2 separate regions of the Sus scrofa genome follow, and region 1 is linked to region 2. The links are chromatin contacts, called in public Hi-C maps. All regions are on one chromosome and are shown on one strand. Each heading gives the region's core, a stretch centred on a gene start, on an enhancer-like site or on the middle of the called end of the contact. The rest is flanking DNA. Distances are from core to core; before and after follow the strand shown. Region 1 overlaps CGNL1 (cingulin-like protein 1). Region 2 overlaps CGNL1 (cingulin-like protein 1).

What was found. Hi-C and Micro-C count contacts between places; a contact is called where the count stands out from the background.
Region 1: a contact with region 2 is called in a Hi-C map of liver, with 2.3 times the contacts expected there. The contact joins two enhancer-like sites. A contact is called at or near these places in 1 of 5 promoter capture datasets (liver) and 6 of 47 Hi-C or Micro-C datasets (fetal liver, liver and skeletal muscle).

What each region holds. Positions count from the first base shown.
Region 1 is chr1:114,432,056-114,436,325 of Sscrofa11.1, reverse strand. The region is part of intron 14 of CGNL1 (cingulin-like protein 1); the gene reads left to right. Among named protein-coding and RNA genes, the nearest start is that of MYZAP, 48 kb to the right of the region's middle. Within about 2 kb of position 2,650, at least 18 of the 83 cell types and tissues checked have an H3K27ac peak or open chromatin away from gene starts, as enhancers often do. A contact at or near this core is called in fetal liver and liver, where this site is marked.
Region 2 is chr1:114,591,568-114,595,899 of Sscrofa11.1, reverse strand. All of the region lies in intron 1 of CGNL1 (cingulin-like protein 1), which reads left to right. Among named protein-coding and RNA genes, the nearest start is that of CGNL1, 35 kb to the left of the region's middle. Within about 2 kb of position 2,304, at least 4 of the 83 cell types and tissues checked have an H3K27ac peak or open chromatin away from gene starts, as enhancers often do. A contact at or near this core is called in fetal liver and liver, where this site is marked.

The DNA of each region.
Region 1 (4,270 bases), core at 1,401-3,900, 160 kb after region 2:
TTTTTTTGCCACTGTGGGCACAGGATAAGAAGGATCTCCTTTGGAATATTTGGGCCAATGCTGGGGATGGCTGTATTGAGGAGCATGGCTGAAACACATGTGGTTTATGGTGAAACCTTCCTTGAAGGCATTGTGCATAACACCACATGGTATTCCTTGTGGTGGATTTATTTTAGAATTGAGTGTCAGGCTATTCTTTTAGAAGAATTAAAGGCAGCCTATCACATTTGCCAAAAGCCTTGGTTTCCAAAAGACTGAAGAAAAATTGACTGCTCAGTGACAGTAACTGTGAAGTTTTATGGCCACGCATTTGTTCCTTCCTGTTCTCCACTCTGATTTATTTTACACTTCCACTTTAATAGCCATCTCTGGCGGGGAGGCGGTGGGGTATAAATAATTATTGTTTTGTGTTTCCTTTGGAGAGTCACATTTGCCTGGGGCACGCTGGGGAGGTCTCGAACCCACGGAGGCCTCTGGAATGCTGCTTTCCCGAGGGCCTCTGCAAAGGGGTTGGGGGGGGGGCAGGGTGGAGGGGGGCATTTCCTGGCAGGATCCAGAATTTCCCGGCAGTGGCGCTAAGGAAGCAAGACTTTGGCCAGTGGCTGCTGCTTTACGTTGAGGGGTTTGTCCTGAACCTCAGCCTGGGCCCAGGGCGGAGAACCCCTTGGGTCCTTCAATCCCTCCACAGAACCTCCGCCTCTCGCCTCCTGCTGCTTCCCTTTAGGCTCCGTGGTCTCCCCCGCCCCCGCAATGAGCTCTTGCCTGTCCTGCATTTTGCCCTTCATTGAGGAACCTGGGTCCTACAGGTTTGCAGCCCAAAGCTGCTTCCCCTCTTCCTGAGCCTCCCACCTGGAAAGCAAGGGTGCTGACTTCTGCCCCTGCGAGTTCCAGGAGGATTAATGGGCTCAGACGCAGACACGTAGTTGCTCCGCCCCTGTCACCAGAGGCTCTTGCTTCTTTGTGTTTCCCTCCTCTTTCCTCAGCCTGGAGCACAGCTGTGGGAAGTCACCACCCGGGCCCCCAGACAGCAGGTGCTGTCCAGCTGCGAGGAGACTCTGGCCTCTGCCCTGCCCACCTTTTACTGCCTCTTGCTGGATTTGGACCTCACACCCTGTAACAACTGAATTTCTTTCTCTACAAGCCTCCAGTTTTTCCTTATCCTTTCACTTTGGGGGAAATAATCTCACTTCTCTTCTTTCTCTCTCCCTTCCTGCTCCCTCCCAGGCCTCCGAGCTCCAGGATCCTGCTTCCCCCAGCCTGGCTGGGTCTTCTGTGCTCTAGGTCTCCCAGGGAGAGGTTCTCTCCATGCTGCCCCCCCCCCCCCGGGGTGGGGGGAAGCTGGATCCTGCCTGTCCCTCCCTGGATGGCCTGTCTCCCGTCATACTCCCATCCTGTTACAGTCCATCACCCACTGCGTCTTCCTCTTCTGTGATTCTCGCCCTTGGTCTGGGAACAGTGTGGGCAGATGGCTTGCAAACTCCTCCCTCAAGCTCTGCAGCTGACCGCCTGGAGCCTTGTCTCCCAGTCTCTGCAGTCCGGTTCTGCCTGCCCAGCCTCCCAGACCAAACTCCCCGCATCCGACATGCCTTTTCCTCAGTCCTCCTTCCGCCCACCTTCCTCAGGGCCTCCCTTCTTTTGCTCTGGGGACGGGTCAGCATCCTGGTTTCCTCCCTGCCTCCCCTCATAACGTGGAGCAGGAGGCCTTCCCAGACTCAGTTCCTCCTCCTCCTTCATTCCTTTCTCCTTAGTGAGCTCTTCCATCCTGTGGCTTCACCTGGCATCATGCAGCCTCCACACCTGTGTGTGCAAACACCCCTGGACTCCAGGGTGGGCAGGCATATTTACAGTACCCACCTCATTGGGGGATGGTGGGAGGGAATAACACTCTAAAAAAGCAATGCAGGGCTTCTGTCCTTTCTGTCCTGGTCACAGTACTATTGTGGGCCCCGTGTGACTGCACCCTGTCTATCACTCCACCTGTCCCCTTGGCTCCCCACCTGTGCTGCCTCTCTCTTACTTCCGCCCTGTCTCATCGGCTGCATGTTCTCTTCTGCCCCCTCCCATCTCTTCCTGACTCTGTCCTCCCCCACCCTGTGTTCCTTTATCTGGAGGGTTTCCCTGGCCCTCCAAGTCTGGGTGGGGTGTGACTCCCCCCCGATGTGTTCCACCCCTACTCCCTCCTTCCCTATCTCGGTGACACTGACTGCATGTACCAGGCCAGTTTGTCCCCTACAAGCCTGTGATGAGATCGGATACTGTGTTGGTCTTTTTGTCACGATGTCCAGCCTAGGCTGATGATAGGTATAGTCTGAGGAATGAATGCACCCACCCCATCATTCCAAGACCACCCCTCCCCCCAGCACACAAGCCTGTAAGTTCACAAACACACTCTACCTCTGAGCTTGACAGAGGGGGGTCTTTTCTGGGGACGGTCCTAAAGATCTGGAGGGAAGAGATGGTCACTGTAGCTAAGGATGGAGCAGGGGACTGCAGCTGCCTTCAGGGAGAGCCACACACACAGCACCCCAGGGCGCTTTTGCTGTGTCACAGGCTGCCTTGTTCTAAAATGAGTCTGCATCCCAGAGGTGAGCTGACCAAGGTCATATGCAGAGCCAGGAAGAGAGCGGGGCCCCTGCTGCCAGCCTGTGTAATTGCTTCCCATTGCAGTGAAAGTTTAACTGTGTCCTCAGTGAGGCCTGGCCTCTGCCCAGCAGGCGTGAACAGAACAATTTCCCCCGAGAGGCATGTCGAGGCCCCGTGGCCCAGCTGTGCTGACAACCTCTGTGGGTCACAGCTGCATTCGGAGTGGGGCTGTGAGGCTGCATTCATTACCCCTGGACTTTGTGCTTATAGAGCGTTACAGAAATCATTCCAGGCCCTCTTTGCAGCATGTGATTCTCCAGGCAGGGGGCACAGGAGGAGTTTTAAATGCTCTGCCTGCTGACCCTATGCAAGGCTGGCATTTTTTCCCCTGCTGCGTATAAGGATGCCCCAAGGAGACTGACTGCCTCCCAGGTTTGGTTTTTACGTGACAGCTGTCTTAACCCTAAGTCCATTTGAAGTTTTTTCCACTGAGTTGGTCTAGGGAGCCAGAGCACATGGGGCTGTGAGCTCTGAGTTGGCTTGGCTCCCTCCAGGTACATGGATAACTGCCCTGGACCTCAGTGTCCTCTGCTGTAAAATTCAGAACCCCGGTGCCTTAGAAGCCTGCCGGTCAGAAAGGCAAACTTTATTTTTTATTTTTTGGACACACAGATTCACCCTCACCTGTGGGCAGGGTCCCAGCTTCCTCCTGTGGTGCCAAGGCCTCCATGTACCAGCCGTGACAGTGGCCAGCCTCATTTCTTACCACTCCGTGTCACCCACTCTGGACCAGCCACACCACTCCACTTGTCACCCCGTGCAACACTGTGGTTGGGACAGTGGGAGATGCAAGCCTAGCCTGTTGTGGTGACACCTCTCATTATTCATAGAACTGTCAGCTCTTGCACTTGGGGTGGATGGCAGGGAAGGAATGACCTAATCTTTTACTCAGGGGAGCTTGTATAGCCTGTGAAAATCCAGGCCAAGAACAGATAAGGTGAGAGTGTTACAGGTCTCCCCAGGCCTCAAGGGACTGCTATGTGCACACCTCTTAGCTATGTTGGTCGCTGACCTTAAGGAGCAGGCAGCTTGATTTTCCTGGTTCTCTGGGTGTCTTCAGGGCGCCCTCTATTGGACGGTTCTGGAAACAGCATCTGGGGCCTCTGCCTTTGAAGTTCCTTTCACCTGTGCTAAAGGGGATGGGAGATGGAGATGCTGACAGGCAGGTGATGGGATCTCTTTCCAGATGCTGCCCAGCCAGGCTCATTTCCTATTACTATAGAAGAAATCCACAGTAGCACTTGGCCTTTGCCAGGACACCTGGAGCATTCTTGCTGACTTCTGTTTCTGGCATAAGAAGGGAGAGATCTAGTAGCATCTGAGATATGCTGACTGCGGAAGCCTTCTCTGAAGCTTGAACTTGAATGCAGCAGTCAGGAACTCAGGGAAATCTCAGCCCCTCTGTTGTTAGTTGTGTAGCTCTCCAGCAGGTTGAGTGACTGACTTGTCCCAGTTTGCCCGGGACTCCTGCAGATTGAGCAGAAATCCTATGTCCCAAGTCCATCCTTGGTCTTGGGCAATCTGGGAGGGCTGGTCACCATCCAGGGTGATTAGATTCTCGGAGCTGTGATGTCCTCAGCAGAGATGATATTACCTACGTCATCGTTGTCGCCGTGGGGTTGTTGTG
Region 2 (4,332 bases), core at 1,055-3,554:
TGGACCAGGCCAACAAAATGAAGCCATGCTGTTGACTGGTTTGTGAACTTGCTAATCTTGTCACCATTTGGGGGGAAAATGTTAATTTGAGGATGCTGTTGAACTTTTAGTGCCTGAAAAGTTGCACCTGAACAGCAGTAGTTAAACTGTCAACATAATGGTACATTCTGGGGGAAAAAAAGCCTATGTAAATATGGACTAAAATCGATTTATTTAAACATTTCTCTTCAGAGTAGCCGCTTTGATATTCTAAAGTGATTAGAAGAAAGTAAGTGAAGGAGGAGTTAGAGAGGGGCTTCTTCCTGTAGAGAAATGGTTCAGCGTTCAGAGGAGAGATCTTGGGTTTGTGTTTAGACTGCCCTGCTGGCTTCTCTTTCTTTTCCCCTTCGAGTGGGGACAGTTAATTTGCTTGTACTGATGGGGTGTGGGAGGAGTTAAAGAGTTTAATGGCCTCCTTAACGCCCTTTCCCTACCTGCAACATATTTATCCAAGAGATGCCATTGACCTTTTTAAAAACAACACGGCTGATTTTGTGCTTTTCCTTTCTTTCCCTCCTGTGATCCTGGCACTGAAGGGCAGTGAAATGGCTGAGAGGCATTAGAGGAGAAGAACAAAGTTCAAGGGGAATTGTAAAATTGGATAATTTTCCCTGAGTGACCGAGTGCTTACTTTATTCTATCACATGACATTGCTTTTATCAAGAAACAAGCTATGGCATGAAAGCCCTGAAAGTGGAAAAGAAAAAAAAAAAAGGGGTGGGTTGATGGGAATAGTTACCGGGGTTGACAGACTTTCCTGTAGGGGAAGCTTAGTGGAGCTTTCAGTCAAACACCCCAGTCCAACCCCACTTGCCCTTTCTTTTTTGGGCACTGTCCCTTGTCCCCCAAACCAGGATCCCTGGGAGGGAGAGTGCATCATCTTAAATTCATCCCAAAGTTTTGTTGTTTCATTTCTTTCTCTCTTTCTTTTTTTTTTTGCTTTTTAGAGCCACACCCGTGACATATGGAGGTTCCCAGGCTAGGGATCGAATCAGAACTACAGCTGTGGGCCTACACCAGAGCCACAGCAATGCCAGATCTGAGCCGCGTCTGCGACCTTCACCACAGCTCACGGTAATGCCAGATCCTTAACCCACTGAGCGAGGCTGGGGATCAAACCCACAACCTCATGGTTCCTAGTTGGATTTGTTAACCACTGTGTCCACGACGACGAGAACTCCTGGTGTTTCATTTCTTTATTCACTCATTTAACACATTCAGTTCTTGTAAAGACCCCACTCCTGGCAGAGCTCTGGATGGCTCACTGAGTTCTTGGTAAACAGGGTGCAGTCTCTGAGTTATGGAGCTTGAGATGTAAACTGGTGTTCTAGTAAGCTGGGAGCTCTTACACTCACAGTGAGCATGAAGAACTGGGGGTGGGGGGTCCCAGGTTGCACCTGGCACTTGTCACCTGGTTAGGTGGATAACTTGTCAATTCATGGGGCACTGCAGGCCCGGGGAAAGCATTACTCAGGTTTAAAATCTTTTATTGAATCCCTATGTCAAGTTTTGAATAACTGATTTCAGTTACTTTGCTGATGGAGGAGAGGAAAGAGTTTGCACACAGATCATATCTGGGGAAGGCGGAGAGTGAGGAAAGAAGAGACAGGATTCTGGCAAGAGTGATTTGCTTCAGGGGTACTTAAGCTAGCAGTGCAGGGAAATGACCTGCGGCCAGGCAGCTGGCAGAGAATGTGCCTGGATCTGTTTTTGGCATGTTGGCAACTGGCAGCAGAAGCTTCGTGAGTGGTGGCTACCTCTCCTGTGCAGCAGAGCTGGAAGGGGAGTACGGCCACTGTAGCACTTTTGAGAGCAAGTGGTTTGGTTTTGTCTGTGGCTCCAGTCAGTGTGTGGACTTCATTATTTATCATCCTATTGTCCCTTTAGCTCAGCTTTCCTTGAACGTACAGAAAACTGGACTTGACGCTGCTTTGGGAAGGCAGTTTCCAAATAGCTGGCCTGCAGAAGTAGTCACTGCAGTTCTGTTTGTTGATTGTCCACCTTGCATGTGTTGGGTGGCAAGCGGAGCCTTGTCCCCCATTGCTCAAAAACTCAAACATTCCTGAGAGGCAGGTGGCAGCGGCCTCATTTTACAGATTAGGAAACTGAAACCCAAAGAGGTGCTGGATCTTGGGCAGGTGATGGGAAGGAATGGCAGCCTGATGTTGCGAGTGCTTGGGAGGCCTGAATTCAAAGGTAAGGCCTTTCCACTGGTCCGTGCACCTCTGAAGCAGAGCTGATTGAGAAATTGTGTTTCCTGTGCCTTGTTTTTCTGACATCACAGTTCCCGTCGGTCTGGATTGATTTACTGTTTGCTTCTACTAGATGATGTGTAATATTAGACTGAAGATCACTGCAGGCTTGTCATCCCCAGGGAGATTTTATGAAATCCTATTTTTTCTGGCTTTTTTCATGGAGAGGATAGATTTGGCTGTTGAGGAAGGCTCCGAATGGATCCCAAATCCTAGGATAGAGAGAAGTTATCTCCACATTTCTTCAAGCCCTGCAAACCTCTGAATTTTTGGAGATAATTGGTTGTTGGGTAAGAGATGAAAAGCAAAATGCAGTGTTAAACATTCTGGAGCAAAACGAAGCCGTGCACGTTCAACTCCTATTTACGTGGTGCTCCTGACAAAAACAAAAGGTCGCTGCATTGTAATTACCACAAGCTCTTAAAATTGCACATAAGAAGGGTTTAGAGGGTTTAGAGTCGTGCGGACCTGTAATTAGTAAAGGTGAGTTGAAAACAGGGTTACTCCATGTGTGTCCATTAGTACAATGGGCTCTGGCTCTGCGTTTCACCCTAAGAAGGGTCAGCCCCGGGGAACGTTTCCAGGGGACTCGGTGGAGGGTCGTCATGGAGTTAGTGTTTGGGATTAGCACACAGGGCATTCGTCATGGGCGATTTCAGCAGCCTGCCTGGCAGCGTCTTGTTTCATAGGGTGGGTTTGGTCCCCTGCTGCCCAATCCCAAGGCTTTCTGCTTCCCTTAGGTAGGGGATGTGGAGGCCCACTACTTTAGTTTTCTTGTATCTAAAGCCCTTTTATTATTAATAATCTTTCCCTCTTGTTTATCTCTTTGCTATAGGATTGAGGCAAGATGATCTAGATTTTCTAGTCTTAGCTTCAATAATTCAAATTTTACCTCTCTCTCCCCCTGGCTCTCCAGCCCTGCATTTTATTGCATGTGAAACTGGCACTGTTTTCCCTTGCAAATTGGAGTCCAATCTGGGCAGGACACCCTGCGACTAAGACACCTCCCAGGGGTCCTGTGACGTCAGTGGTCAGTGCTGTTGGTCCCATTTGCCAGTTGAGGAACCTGGTGAGGTCTTGAAGTTGGTACTGAGTGGGAGTTTGGGGATTCCAGCCCAGAGTTTGAGCCGCTGTAACAGCTGCCCTCTTGTGATTTTGTCACAAAGGAAAAAGAAATGGCCGGTTTTCGAAGTCATGAAAAGGGCCTTATGTATATCCTAGGAACTAATCCATATCCTTGAGCTGTATTGTAGCTGTGTTACAGGTAGCTTAAAAAACAAACAAAAAAAAAGATTTGCTTCTCTACCATTTTTTTTTTCCTCTGAGATTTTTATCCTCCTTATTAAAAACAGTGACTTACTCAGAATTACACAGCAGCAGCTGAAAAGTTGATTAGCCTCTCTCCTTGCCCTAATCAAATATCAAAAACCTGGAAAGTTTACTGAGAGTGGTGATTACAGTGAAAGCTTTAGGAGTTGGAGAGGTACTGATAGAGAAAGAATGGAGGGAGAGATAAGAGAGAGGAGTTTGCTAAGGGACTGCTGGCTGAAGTTTACCAAATTTAAGATTTTTTTTTTCACTTGTGAGGTTCAGGTTTGGGGCTTGAGCACCTTTGTTCCACATGCAGTCAGCCCAGCTCAGCCCTAACTGTCTGCTCTGCCCCGAGTCACCTTTTTGAGGGGTGAGGTGGGGTGTAAGGTTAGAGGAACTAGGGAAGTGGGGGGCGGGGGATTAGAACCACTAGTAGCCTGGTGCCTCAGGTCTGGTCTGCTCAGGGCATGACCACCTCTCCCTATGGTTTGGGTACCTGCAGTGAGTCCAACTTCCTGGATGGGGTACAGAAGAGGCAGAGGGTCACCATATTTCCCAAGAGTCTTCCCCAAATCAGTGATTCTCGTCAAAATAGCAAATGTTCCTAGAGCACTTCGCTCCAGTCCTGTCTGAGAGAGTTTAGCATAGCAGCTCTGTGGAGTGGGTACTGTCTTAAACCCATTTTACAGGTGCAGGAAAGAAGGCTTTAAGAAAATATGTCACTTGTCAC